Regions from separate parts of the Oryctolagus cuniculus genome. Here region 1 is linked to region 2. Evidence: chromatin contacts called from public Hi-C data. All regions are on one chromosome and are shown on one strand. Each heading gives the region's core, a stretch centred on a gene start, on an enhancer-like site or on the middle of the called end of the contact. The rest is flanking DNA. Distances are from core to core; before and after follow the strand shown. Region 1 has its middle 64 kb from the start of SCAF4. Region 2 holds the start of HUNK (hormonally up-regulated Neu-associated kinase).

Region 1 (6,226 bases), core at 1,936-4,435, 65 kb before region 2:
GCCCTCCGTTTGTAACAGCTGCCCTATTTCTCCTTGACAGTCAGGGGTCATCAAACCAACATTGCATCTGGCCGGCGCCACAGCTCATTAGGCTAATCTTCCACCTGTGGTGTCAGCACCCCGGGTTCTAGTCCCGGTCGGGGCTCCGGATTCTGTCCCGGTTGCTCCTCTTCCAGTCCAGCTCTCTGCTGGGGCCCGGAAAAGCAGTGGAGGATGGCCCAAGTGCTTGGGCCCTGCACCTGCATGGGAGACCAGGAGGAAGCACCTGGCTCTTGGCTTCGGATCGGCGCAGCGTGCCAGCCGTGGTGGCCATTTGGGGGGTGAACCAACGGAAAAAGGAAGACCTTTCTCTCTCTCTCTCACTGTCCACTCTGCCTGTCAAAAAAAAAAAAACAAAACAAAAAAAAAAAACAAAACAAAAAAAAACAAACATTGCCTCTTCCTTTTTCCCCATCTATTGCCCTAGGTATTTGGGAGCAACGATGTGTTACGTAGGACCAGTGGATTACACATTCAGTAGCCCAGTGACTGGTTTCTTTTCTGTGCTGTGTGTTCCTTGGAAGAAGTAGTATACATGGTGGACAGGGATGCTGGCAAAGAATGGCAGGTGCAGAAAGCAAGTCCAAACCCTGAGTAAGTGTCATATCAGTAAGGACAAGTGCTGATAGCTCATGGAAGGGCAGAGGGGCGGGGCTGAATACAGTCAATCTGCCACCAGGGGGCAGGCTAGTCCATCCAGAAAAGATGCACTGTTGCAAAGATGGTTCCTGCTTCCAGCAAGTTGGCCTTTGCCCCAGAGATAGGCAGTTTAGCCCTTCTGAAGGGAAGTCTGTGTTTTGAGTCTGTGGGTAGGATCCATCCCACCTTCATGGCTACTTTGCGTCCACGGAACAGTTGTAGGGGTGGCTGATTGATGGATCTCCACACAGCTGATCAGGTTGTCACCTGGCTTTCTTGTCGTCTTCCCCACTGCGGGGTGAGTACGCATCTGAGACACTTTTCTAGATGTCCATCAACACCCCTCCCTCTCGAGCCTCCTGTTACTACTTCTCCAATTTTGTTCCTTCTACTTTCACGATCTCCTACCCACTGGCGCATGTTCCAAATGCCTACAGTCACTAGGGTTGGACCAGGCCAAAGCCAGTAACTTAGAACTCAGTCCAGGTCTCCCACATGGGTGGCAGGGACCCAGCTATTTGAGCCATCACTGCTGCCTCCCAGGGTCTGCATTAGCAGGAAGCTGGAATTGAGCGCAGGGCTGGGACTGAAACTCAGGAACTCAGATGTGTGATGTGGTCGTCTCAAGAAGGGTTGTAATCTCTGTACCAAGTACCCAGCCCTAGACAAGTGTATGAGGAGGGAGTCCCCTCAGTTATAAAAAGGGAATTTAGGTGCTGGGCAGTCAAAATATCTCCACCCACCCAAGCCATCTTTCCCTATTGGTTTATTTTTTTTTTTTAGTAGCTGGAGTTATGGCACAGTGGGTTTAACTGCCACGTGCAATGCTATCATCTCGTATCGAAGTGCCACTTCGAGTCCCAGCTGCTCTGCTTCTGATCCAGCCCTCTGATAATACGCCTGAGCAGGTAGCAGAGGATGGCCCAACTACGTGGGCTCCTGCCACCCATGTGGGAGACCCGGATGAAGCCAGAACCCTGGCTTCACCTAGCCAGATTCTGGCTGTTCTAGCCATTTGGGGAGTGAGCCAATGGATGGAAGATCTCTTTCTCTCTTTCTGTCTTTCCTTCTCTCTCTGTCACTCTGCCTTTTAAATAAATATATAAAAATCTTAAAGTTTTTTAAAAAACTTCTTTATTTTTATTTATTGAAATGCAGAGAGACAGACAGAGATCTCTCATCTGCTGATTTACTTCCCAGATGCCCACAAAAACCAGGGCTGAGCCAGGCAATGCCAGGAGCCTGGAATGCAATCAAGGGCTCTTATGAGAGCTCAAGTACTTGAGCCATCACCTTCTGCCTCCCAGGGTGCACGTAGCAGGGACCTGGAGTCAGGGGCAGAGTCAAGACTCAAATCTCAGTACTTCAATATGGGATGTGGGTATCTCAAATGGCGTCGTTACTGCTGCACCAAACACTAGCTCCCCTCCTCTAAAAAATACAGAAAAATTTAAAGAACATGAAAATAAAATCTAATCCAATATCTCAGAAATAAAATATTATTAAAATTTAGGTGTGCTTCTTTTCACACTCCCGTCAATGAATATTTACTTTAAGAGAACATGTATTTCATGAGGTCAAGAGTGTCATCTGTTTTATTTGGCACTGGCTTGGCATTAAAAAAAATGAATGATTGCCTTTTAATTCTATTTTTTAAGATTTGTTTTATTTATTTTGAAAGGCAGAGTTACAGAGAAAGGAAGAGAGAGAGAGAAGTCTTCCATCTTCCAAATGGCCACACCAGCTGGGGCTGGGCCAGGCTGAAGCCAGGAGCCAGGAGCTTCTTCCAAGTCTCCCATGTGGGTGCAGGGGCTCAAGCACTTGGGTCATCTTTCACTGCTCTCCCAGGGACCTGGATTGGAAGTGGAGCAGCTGGGACTTGAACTGGGACCCATATGGGATGTAGGCACTGAAGGCGTCAGCTTAATCCACTACACCACAGTGCTGGCCCTGCTTTTTAGTTCTTAAACTAATATTGAAATCATTTTCCATTATCAATGAAAATTCTTCCTGCAGTCAGTTTTAATGACTAGGTAAGGTTTCATTTAATCAATGTTATATAGTTTGTAGTGAGCTGAGATCTGAGAGACAGCTGGGGCCTGCAGTGGCCTGTGTCACCTCCAGTCCCTTCCAAATCTGTCTGAAAGTGACAGCGTGTGTGACAAACTTGAATGTCCCACAGCCAATGTGGCCCAAAGCAACAAAGGTTAATTACAGGTCATGGATCAGAGCTCTAGACATAGATTCTTCTGTGGCAGGAGAACAAATTCGATCAATAAATGGTGTTTGCTTGCTTGATGGTGATGGTGGGTTGATGCCCTTCTAAACATTGTTTTCACAGCAGCTCTGTGCAGACTAATCCTCCAAGGTAGGAGCAGGCTTCCTGATGCTGGAGACACGCCGCAGCCTGCAGCAAGGCCTCTGATCTGTCACTTTCTTTCTGGGTGTGGCCTCTAACGATTTCATTCCAACACATTCTTGGCAAAGAAGGAAGGCACTAAATAACATCAAGAAGTGGGTAGATTTTTTTTTCCCCTTTAGATGTTGGCAGGAGGTATATAATACCCTGTTGGTAACCACAGCAACCCCTAGCTATTTACTTGAAAAACTTCAAACGGCCCAAGTCCTCGGACCCCTGCACCCGTGTGGGAGACCTGGAAGAAGCTCCTGGCTCCTGGCTTCTGATTGACACAGCTCCAGCCATTGCAGTGAACCAGCGGATGGAAGATCTCTCTCTCTCTCTTTCTCTCTCTCTCTCTGCCTCTGCCTCTCTATAACTCTGTTTTTCAAATAAATAAATAAATCCTTAAATAAAAAAATAAGGACTTCAAATGATTTCTCTGGGAGAGAGCTTCTTGGCACTCAGGAGGATGGGCATTTACTCGGCTTTCAAACACAGCCGTGCCAGCGCCAGAAGCGGGAAGGCGCTCTCAGCTCCTTCCACGGACTCTGGCTTCAGTTCTCTGTCATCTCGCCTTTTCGTCACAGGAGAGGAATATCTTACACCCAACAGCCATCTAACTGACTTTCCAGATTGATGGGCACTGCTTATCTGGGGGATGGGGAGAGAGAGAGAGAAATCCTACTCATTGGTTCATTCCACAGATTCTCATAATGGCTCTGGGCTAGGGGCTGGAGCCTGGAGCTGGAAACTCGATCCAGGTCTTTTTTCTTCTTTTTTAAAGGTTTATTTATTTACTTGAAAGTCAGAGTTACACAGAGAGAGAAGGAGAGGCAGAGAGTGAGAGAGGTCTTTCATCTGCTGGTTCACTCCCCAGCTGACCACAACAGCCAGAGCTGTGCGGATCTGAAGCCAGGAGTTTCTTCTGGGTCTTCCATGCAGGTGCAGGGGCCCAAGGACTTGGGCCATCTTCCACTGCTTTTCAAGGCCATAGCGGAGAGCTGGATTGGAAGTGGAGCAGCCAGAACTTGAACTGGGGCCCATATGGAATGCCGGCACTGCAGGCGGTGGCTTTACCTGCTGCACCACATCATGGGCCCCAATCCAGGTCTTTAATATGGGTACCAGGGACCTCACTACTTGAACCACCACTGCTGCCTCCCAGGGTCTTCATCATCAGGAAGGAGATGAGTTGGAGCTCAGGCACATCAGATATGGGACACAGGCATGCTAACTGGGTGTCTTAACCATAGGCCAAGTGGCCACCCCAGTGGGCACTCTTCACTCCTTCCAAACCACACATTAACAGATGCCCACAGTTGAATGCGCATAGCTGTTGACTACTTCTTGTGCACCCATGCACCCACCCCCTCATTTACCCACTGTGCTTATAAAGAATCAATTGTGTTAGCTCCCAAACCTCTTTATGCCATTTTTACCTATTAATACAATTAACTAATTAAACGAACTTACTGTTATGGGACCACTTGATTCAACAAATTGAACATCTACAACGTGCTAGACTTTGGTCTTTATATTTCAGTTAAACCAGTGAGCAAAGAAACAAAGATCCCTTTTTAAAAATATAACTTAAATTCTATGCAGAAATGTATAAGACCCAACAAATGTAAGCTGTTCAAAAGCTTTCGCTTAATTTAGTGTGGGTGAGACAACTGTAAAAAGATTGGGAGAAAATATTGCATTGCTCTGGAAGGAGTCCATGCTCATAATACTTCACAAGTATCTTTAAATTTTGTTCTGTTTAGAAGAAATCAAGACTAGAAGTATATGGGCTTGATTTATATGAGGAAAACAGAAGGAAGTCTGATCAGCAAACTCAAAGGAAGAACTTGGGACAACATCAAAAAATATTAACATATTTTACATTAAAATGAAGTACTTCAGGGAAATATTTATCTTTTTCTCTTTTTTTAAAAAAATTACTTGGGACATAGCCAGAAAGAGAGAGAGAGAGAGAGAGAGCGCTTCTATTCACTGAATCACTTTTCAAATGCCTGCAAATGGCCAGGGTCGGGCTGGTGCTGACGTCTCTCCCACCTAGGTGGTGGGAATCTAACTATTGGAGCTGTCATTGCTGCCTCCTATGGTCTTCATTAGCAGGAACTTGGAGTCAGGAGCCGGATGGGGCCTCAAGCCCAGGTGCTCCAGAGGGGGACATGGGAGTCTTAACTGCTAGAAGTAGCTTTTTTGATTGGCAACCAATGACTGGAACCGACTGGGCTGATGAAAGGGCTCTACTCTGCTGTTCAAGACTGCTTGTGTCAGCATCTCCATGAGCTGCAGTCCTGAGTCAGAGGTTCTAGGGTTAACTCTAGCAACCTGTAGTTAAATAAACTCCCTCCTCTGCAGGAGAGTCGGCTGCTGAGGGCAAACCCCCTGAGCCCTTCTTAGTCTGGACGTTAAAGTTGGGGATCAAGACTCAGGACCCCTTTGGATGGGAAGGCTCCATTCTGCTTTGAGAAGGTGAAATTTTTAGGAGTATTTTTTAAAAAATAAATATTTATTTGAAAGGCAGAGCTAAGAGAGAGAGAGAAGGGAGAGAGAGAGAGAGAGAGAGAGAGAGAGAAAGAGAGAGAGAGAATGAATCTTTCATTGACTGGTTCACTCCCCAAATGGCCACAATGGCTGGGTTAGGGTTAGGGTTCGGGTTAGGGTTAGGGTTAGGGTTAGGGTTAGGGTTAAAGCCAGGAGCCTGGAACTTCATCCTGGACTCTCACGTGGGTGCAGGGACCCAAGCACCTGGGCCATCTTCCACTGCTTTCCCAGGCCATAGGCAGGGGGCTGGATTGGTGGTGAAGCAGCTCAGTCTTGAACCAGTGCTCATATGGGATGCCAGCGCCGCAGGCAGTGACAACCTGCCGTGCTACAACACCGACCCCAAGGGGTCTTATTTTTAATTGTGTCATAAGAAACCTGGTATGAAAAAAAAAATGAAGTAATGTAAAAGAAATGTGCAACTCTTGGTGTCCAAACGTAGTAGACCGGTATCAAGGACACTAAGAAATGACCCTAGTTTTGAGTAGTTGAGACAGGGCCAGCACACGAATCACTAGGTTGGGGAACTAGAGAGCATAGAGTATTATTCATAAGAAAAAAATCGCATGCTACAGCTCCCAAGAGTGGTAA
Region 2 (6,507 bases), core at 2,202-4,701:
CTTTGTGCAGACAAGAGGAATCAACCCAGCGGTCACACTGGTTTTATCAGCAGCAGGGCCCGCTGTGTTTGTGGTTTTCTGGGGCATCCCTGAGTGCCCACCTCTCTCACTGTTGTGAGGACAGCAGCATTGATGGCAGGAGTAGAAGTGAAAATCACCCCGGGGTTTACAGTATGTCAGACTCTGAACTCAAGGTGCGTCATTTCACGTGATCCTCATAATTCCTTAATATCCTGTTTTTACAGCTGAAAGAAACTGAGGTACAGAGAGAGGAGTCATCATAGCACTTAACTGTGGGGAGCTGGGATCCGTCTTGATGACCAGGAATCCTTTCTCCGGCAGCCTCTGGGCTGTGCACACTCAACAGCTGGGTGTCACAAAGAGAATAATGGTGGCCATGAACTCTGGAGACATGGGTTCAGGTCCAGTCTCTGTTATTTATGAGATGCTTGGGCTAGGAAGAATTAATCTGCAGAGTTCACAGGAAGTCTTCCAGGCAAAGTTCATTCATGCCTGCTATCTTCGCTTTGCAACCCGTTCCTTCTGCAGTTCCCAGTCAGCTTCTGCCAGCCTAAACCCCTTCTAGCCAACTCGCATTTCCTGGCCGTGCCAGCCCGATTACTTCTAATTGTCTTTGACTGCTTCCAGCTGGGTCTTGGAGCTGGTATTCTGCGGGAGCACACAGACAGTCTCCCAGCCATATGGAGGGAGGAGACCGGGAGGAAGGAAGCAGCTGGTACAAGTCAACTCAGGAAGCTTTCCATGGTGGGGCACGTTCTTTAAGGGGTTAACTCATGCAACTGAGAGAAGGGCCCTTCCTGGACATGACATTTATTGATCCCCAAAGGTAACCACGGATGTAACTAACCATGCTTTTAGAATGCCATCAGGAATGCCCCCCCCCCCCCCCAGGATGGACGGATGGGATCTTGCTGCCAGCTGGGAGCCACTGAATGACTGCTGTCACTCATAGATTTGACAACTATTTAGGGACTGATGATCCTGACACAAGAGAAGACTGTGGGATGAACATAGGAACAGCGGAGGGCTTGTGGACCCACAGAGATGGGACAGTCAGAGCGCTGCAGGTGGGTGTGGCACAAGCAGGGAGGGAGCCCCCAGCTTGGATGAAAACAGCTGGAGTGCCCAGTGGCACCCCGCAGGAAGGTAAGAAATTAAATTCTTGAATTAGTAGAGGACCATCAATGCTAACTTACTGCCATCCAGTTGGTCATTTTTTTGCACAACTACCACGGGGCCAAGGCACCGTTTTGGGCATTAGTTGCTCTTCCAGAAGGGAATTTCTGGTGTTATTCCCTATTAAACAAGGTCATAGAGAGAACAGGATCTGAGGTTTAAAAACCAGTTACTAAGCCCAGGAAGGGGTAGTATCAGGCTTCTCTTGGCATCCGTCCCAACTGAAGGAATTAACAGTGAACTTGAATCCAACCCAGGCAGCAGGCAGGCTCCCGAAAGATTTAATGGGCTTGGATCTTCTCTCTTCCTCACCCCTCTCCTGACCTCCACCCGGAGAGGAGAGTTAAAAGGAAAGAAAATCTCTATTTCATTGTGAAGGTCTTGTTATTTTTGTGGCGATTTTTTTTAAGCCATAAAGATACTTGGATGAATGGTTTCTGAAATTTGCCTGAAGCCATAATCGATACATTTCAGAATTTTCGTCAATAGCTGAAGTTCTAGCATATTTTTTAAAAGGTCACGCTGGATCAATACCACATCGGAGGAAGCTTCCAAATCTGTCCTGATAGGAGATCGGGAGTGGTAATGACCCCTACGATGAGCCGCGCATTCCTCACCCGTGAGGACTCCTCCCTCCCCCAACGTCTACTCTGTGGGCATCGAGTTGGCCACCACCCCCGTCCCACGTGACTGTCCTCTTAAAATCTGATTCCTGAGTTGGAGACACTAAAGCGATTGGATGAGTAGCGGTGACACTGGGGCACAGCGAGAAACACAGGAGAAAGCGGACCTTGAAGATTGCAACATGCGCACGCGGAGAGCCACAGAAACACAGCTGAACTCGGTCAGAGCGAGCAGCTGGCCACTCGCGCGTGCTCAGCTGCACGCTGGAAGCGAGACAATAATTGGTCCTCGGGTAGCGCACGCCCAAGACCCTGGGTCCCTGCAGCCAGTAGCCCCCAACCCGCCGTCTCAAAGCGTTGTCGTGGTCGCTGCCACACCGTTTTCCGGGGGTTTAAACAACGAAGGAACTTGGTTGGGACGGAATCCTCCCTTTCAGCGCGTGACCAGGGCTTGAGTTGGCACGAAGCGCGCGCACCTCAACAGGTAGCATTCTGTAAAGGCGTCCCCGCACCTGCCTTCCGGCTTCCCCCCAAGCCCGGGGTGCCTCATTTTCGGCTGGGGATCCTGGAGACGGATCGGGGTCCTGCGAGCAGCCGCGATTGTTTAGCAAAAGCGAGCGCTCTTAGAACAAAAGCCACGCGGAGCCGCGAGCGCGGGTCCAGCCCATCCCGCAATCCCGGGCAACCTCTCGGTGGCAGGCAAAGGTGTCCGCGTAGGCGCGCACGCAGCTAACGCCCCGGGGCCGTACGCTGCAGCTTGGGCTGTGTCCCTCGCAGCGGCTCCTCCAGCCCGGCCACCCGGCCCGCCACCTCCCCAACCCTCCTTCAGTCCACCCATTCCCGGGCCAGGGGACGCTACTGCGCGCCAGGCTCTGGTCTGGGCACCCAGCCCAACCCACAGGGCGCAGGGTTCCAAGGCGCCTCGCTACCTCCCCCAGCCCCAAGTGGGTGCGGCTGGTGGGGGGGATCACAGCACCGAAAGGTCCAGAAAGCCCCAGCCCGGAATCCGGAGGAGAGGCGCAGCCGGCCCGGGAGCGCGCGTGTGCGCGGCCCCGCAGGGTCCCCCGCGTCTGGCGCTCAGGTGGCGCCGCCGCTCGCTCGCTGCCCCCTCCCCTCCCGAGCGAGGGTCGAGCGTGGCTGTTGCGCGCGGCGAAGGAGGGGCTACGAGGATTTGAAAGTGCACAGGCTGCGGAGTGGAGCTCGCGGCTGTTCCCGCCGTCCGCGACCGGATTGAATTTCTGCGAATTCAAACTGAATGGGGCTTTCTTCCGCTGCCTCCCAGAGGCCGCCTGCAGCCCGCCCGGCGCACGGCTAGCAGCGAGCGAGCCGGACCGCGGAGCCCGTGCCTGCCGGACAGCGGCGGCGAGGGCGGAGGCTGCCGAGGCGCCGGGACCCAGGCGCCCGGCCGCGCCCCTCCCGGGCCAGCCCCTGTCATCAGCCCGCTGGACCGGACCCGGGGCGATCTTCCCAGGAAGAACTTCTTGGGGGCGGATCCCCAGCCCCCGGCCCCCTGGGCGCCTGCTATTGTCTGCGCGCCGCGCTCGGCCGCGCGGGGGGCGTGAGCGCGGCGGCTCCGGGCGCGGGGCGCGGGGCGCGGGGCGCGGAGACCGGGGCCGGGAGGGGCCGGGCCCGCGGCGGCGGCGGCGGCGGCGGGAGGAGCCGGAGGAAGAAGGAGGAGCGGCGAGCGCGGCTGGCGAGCCGGAGCCGCGCGATGCCGGCGGCGGCGGGGGACGGGCTCCTGGGAGAGCCGGCGGCGCCCGGGGGCGGCGGCGGCGGCGGCGCGGAGGACGCGGCCCGGCCGGCGGCGGCCTGCGAGGGAAGTTTCCTGCCGGCCTGGGTGAGCGGTGTGCCCCGCGAGCGGCTCCGCGACTTCCAGCACCACAAGCGCGTGGGCAACTACCTCATTGGCAGCAGGAAGCTGGGCGAGGGCTCCTTCGCCAAGGTGCGCGAGGGGCTGCACGTGCTGACCGGAGAGAAGGTGAGCAGCTGCGCGGCCCGGCTGCGGGCGCGGCCCGGGGGTCCCGGCGTGAGCCCCGGGCCGGTGCCTGTGCCTGAGCCCGCGCTCCTCTCGGGCTGGAAGGGGTGGGTGCGCGCCTCCCGCGCGCCGGGGGGCCTCGCCGCGGGGCCGTCTGGGCTCCGGGCTCCCCGGGTGGGGGTGGGGGTGGGGGCGGGGGTGGGGGGCGGCAGGGTTGCCCTAGAAGCCGGCCCACTTCGCTTTTTCTGCTCCGGGAAGGGCGCCGCCTGGCGGGCCGCGGCGCGGGGGCCGGGGACTCGGCTCTCCTGGCCGGTAGGGGCGGCAGATCCGCGGCGAGGGAGGAAGCCGCGCTCCTTAGATCGGGATTGGGTGTTGGGGGGGGTGGACATTAGCGGATCAGCCAGCCTTTAGGGGAGCTTAGATCTGAATTCTAGAGGGAGGGGAGGCGAGGAAAGGCCGAGACCCTGCAGACCCTCCCCCATGCCCCCACCTGTGGGCTGGGACAGCCAGGGAATTTCTCAGAAGGGTTTTCACCCCTGCCCCTCTCAGCACCTGTCCTGCAACTTGTCTTTCTCTCCACAGCCCCCTCCCCGGGCAACTCTGTGTCCTGCTGTCACCCACCACTCTCACTCTTGCCCCTCCCCCATTCCCTCCAGCCCGTCTGTGTGTGGGAGGGCGGAGAGGACCCTGCTTTGGCAGGTACAAAACCGGGCAAATACCTCCCAGGTTTTGGAGGTTGGGATGTGCCCCCTACCTCTTCTCAAAGAGGAGAAGGCAAAGGGTTCTTTCCCGAGGACCTGGAGGGACCCCCCATGCAGCCTGTGGCCGTGACTGCTTGCGTGCTGAGGCCCACGCCGGTGGCCTAAGGGCTCACTCAGACCTGCGAGAAGAAGCCCAAGGGATGGTGACTTTCTTCGAAGGCTGGGTCACCCCAGGCCGCGTGGCTGCCCCAGACAGAGAGTTGCCTCCCCTCTGGGGCTCAGGACTGCGGGCTGTGGCTGGCCGAGCTACCGCTCACCCTCAAGGCCATACCTAGGCTGCAGTAGCCCCTGTGTGGGGCCCATTGATGAGGGGGTGTCTGCAGGGAGGGGAGAGGAGGGAAGCAGGGGCTTCCTCCCTCTGCCCACTGGCCTGGGGGACCTGGGGCCCTCTGGCCACTGGAGAAGGGTCCCTGGCCGTGCTATTCTGTGAGGTCTCTGGTGACAAGACCAAAGTGTCCCCAGACTCATCATCACTTTAGTTTCCCATTCTCTGTGTCCCCACGTTGTCCCCAAGCCCTTTGCATTTGAGTGCAAGTTTTTGTCACTCTAGTAACTGGCGCTCTCTCCTACAGCTGTTCCAGGTGGGGTATGCCTTTCTTTTGGGGTTATGGTGAATGGTTGCAGAAGTGTGTCGGGCCTGAATTTCTGGGTTGAGGAACTAACTCATCAGGGAAGAAGAAAAATAGCAGAGCGTCTTGGTAGTGCAGAGGGGGCCGAGGACGGGAGCGAGCGGATCACACATCGCCACTCCATCCAGGGTGCGCGGACGCTGTGTTAGTTACTCTTCTGTCCCTGGGCAAACTGCTCCTGGCGCGGCTGCTGGGGGTTTATTTTCATTTGGAACATACAGGATTCTGCCTGGTCGTGCATATTTCCCCTCTAAACGTGGCAAAAAGAGGCGAGTCAGTCTGCTGACAACTCGGGCAGACATCGCCAAGTCCGTTCCTCCTCCCCTGGCTTCCCTCCCCGCTCTCTTGCTGCACTGTGGCCCTGGCTTCTCACTGATGCATTTTTCCTCCATAGCATAAAGCTCTTGGCCTTCACTGAGCTGTCTGGGGACGCATCCAGAGCTCAGCCCCTGCCCCCAGTACTTGGGTTCTGGAGCTCCATGCTGGGCCCCTTGCATACGCTGGAATGCAGGCAGTTGCTGTCCAAATGGGGTCCAGAGGAGGAGTCTGGCTGCACCCCAGCTACTTCTGTTTCTTAAGGGCTGAATCTCACTTTGTCTACCTCACCCTTATCATTTGCATTCATTGGATTTTTGGATTTCTCTGGATTAACTGGTTTGATCTAATTAATCAGCACAGTGGTTCTTTTTTTTTTTTTTTTCCTCTAAAGATTTATTTACTTATTTGAAAGGCAGAGAGAGAGAAAGAGAGAGAGAATTTTCCATTTGCTGGTTCACTCCCCAGATGGCCATAAGAGCTGGCCAGGGCTGGGCCAGGCTGAAGCCAGGAGCCAGGAGCTTCTTCTGGGTCTCCTATGTGGGTGGCAGGGGCCCGAGGATTTGGGCCTTCTTCTGCTGCTTTCCCAGGCCATTAGTAGGGAGCTGGATTGGTAGTGGAACAGCCAGGACTTGAACCTGTGTCCGTATGGGTTGCTGGTGTCGCAGGCAGCAACTTTACAACGTCGGCCCCAGCACCAGCGAAGGGAATGGGGAGGGCTGTGCATGATGATAAACTTGGTTTTCCAAGTCCGTCTCCTGGGACTACAAGCCTCAGGAGAAATCTGGATTTTAGTTCACTTAGTTTCTGGCTCTAGAGAAACCGTGGTGTCATTCACAGCATTTATCTCCCAACTCCAGCAGCTTCAATGCTTAACTAATAGGTTTGAGTTGTAGCAGATTGTACAGATTATTTACAGTTACCCCCGCACTCTGTTTTTTTTGTGCATGACTCAGCATGGGAAGGGTTGAGAGTTAGGATTCCCCATCTCCACTCTTGCTTTTCAG

The links. Hi-C and Micro-C count contacts between places; a contact is called where the count stands out from the background.
Region 1: a Hi-C map of an unstated tissue shows a contact between it and region 2, with 1.7 times the contacts expected there. The contact joins the enhancer-like site here to the promoter of HUNK in region 2. A contact is called at or near these places in 2 of 6 Hi-C or Micro-C datasets (ear pinna and an unstated tissue).

Annotation. Positions count from the first base shown.
Region 1 is chr4:13,024,035-13,030,260 of mOryCun1.1, reverse strand. No RefSeq gene overlaps it. Among named protein-coding and RNA genes, the nearest start is that of SCAF4, 64 kb to the left of the region's middle. Within about 2 kb of position 3,185, at least 1 of the 8 cell types and tissues checked has an H3K27ac peak or open chromatin away from gene starts, as enhancers often do.
Region 2 is chr4:12,959,321-12,965,827 of mOryCun1.1, reverse strand. It overlaps HUNK (hormonally up-regulated Neu-associated kinase), which reads left to right and starts at 3,451. Exons shown (of 11, transcript XM_051859489.2): 1 at 3,451-3,798. The coding sequence starts at 3,532.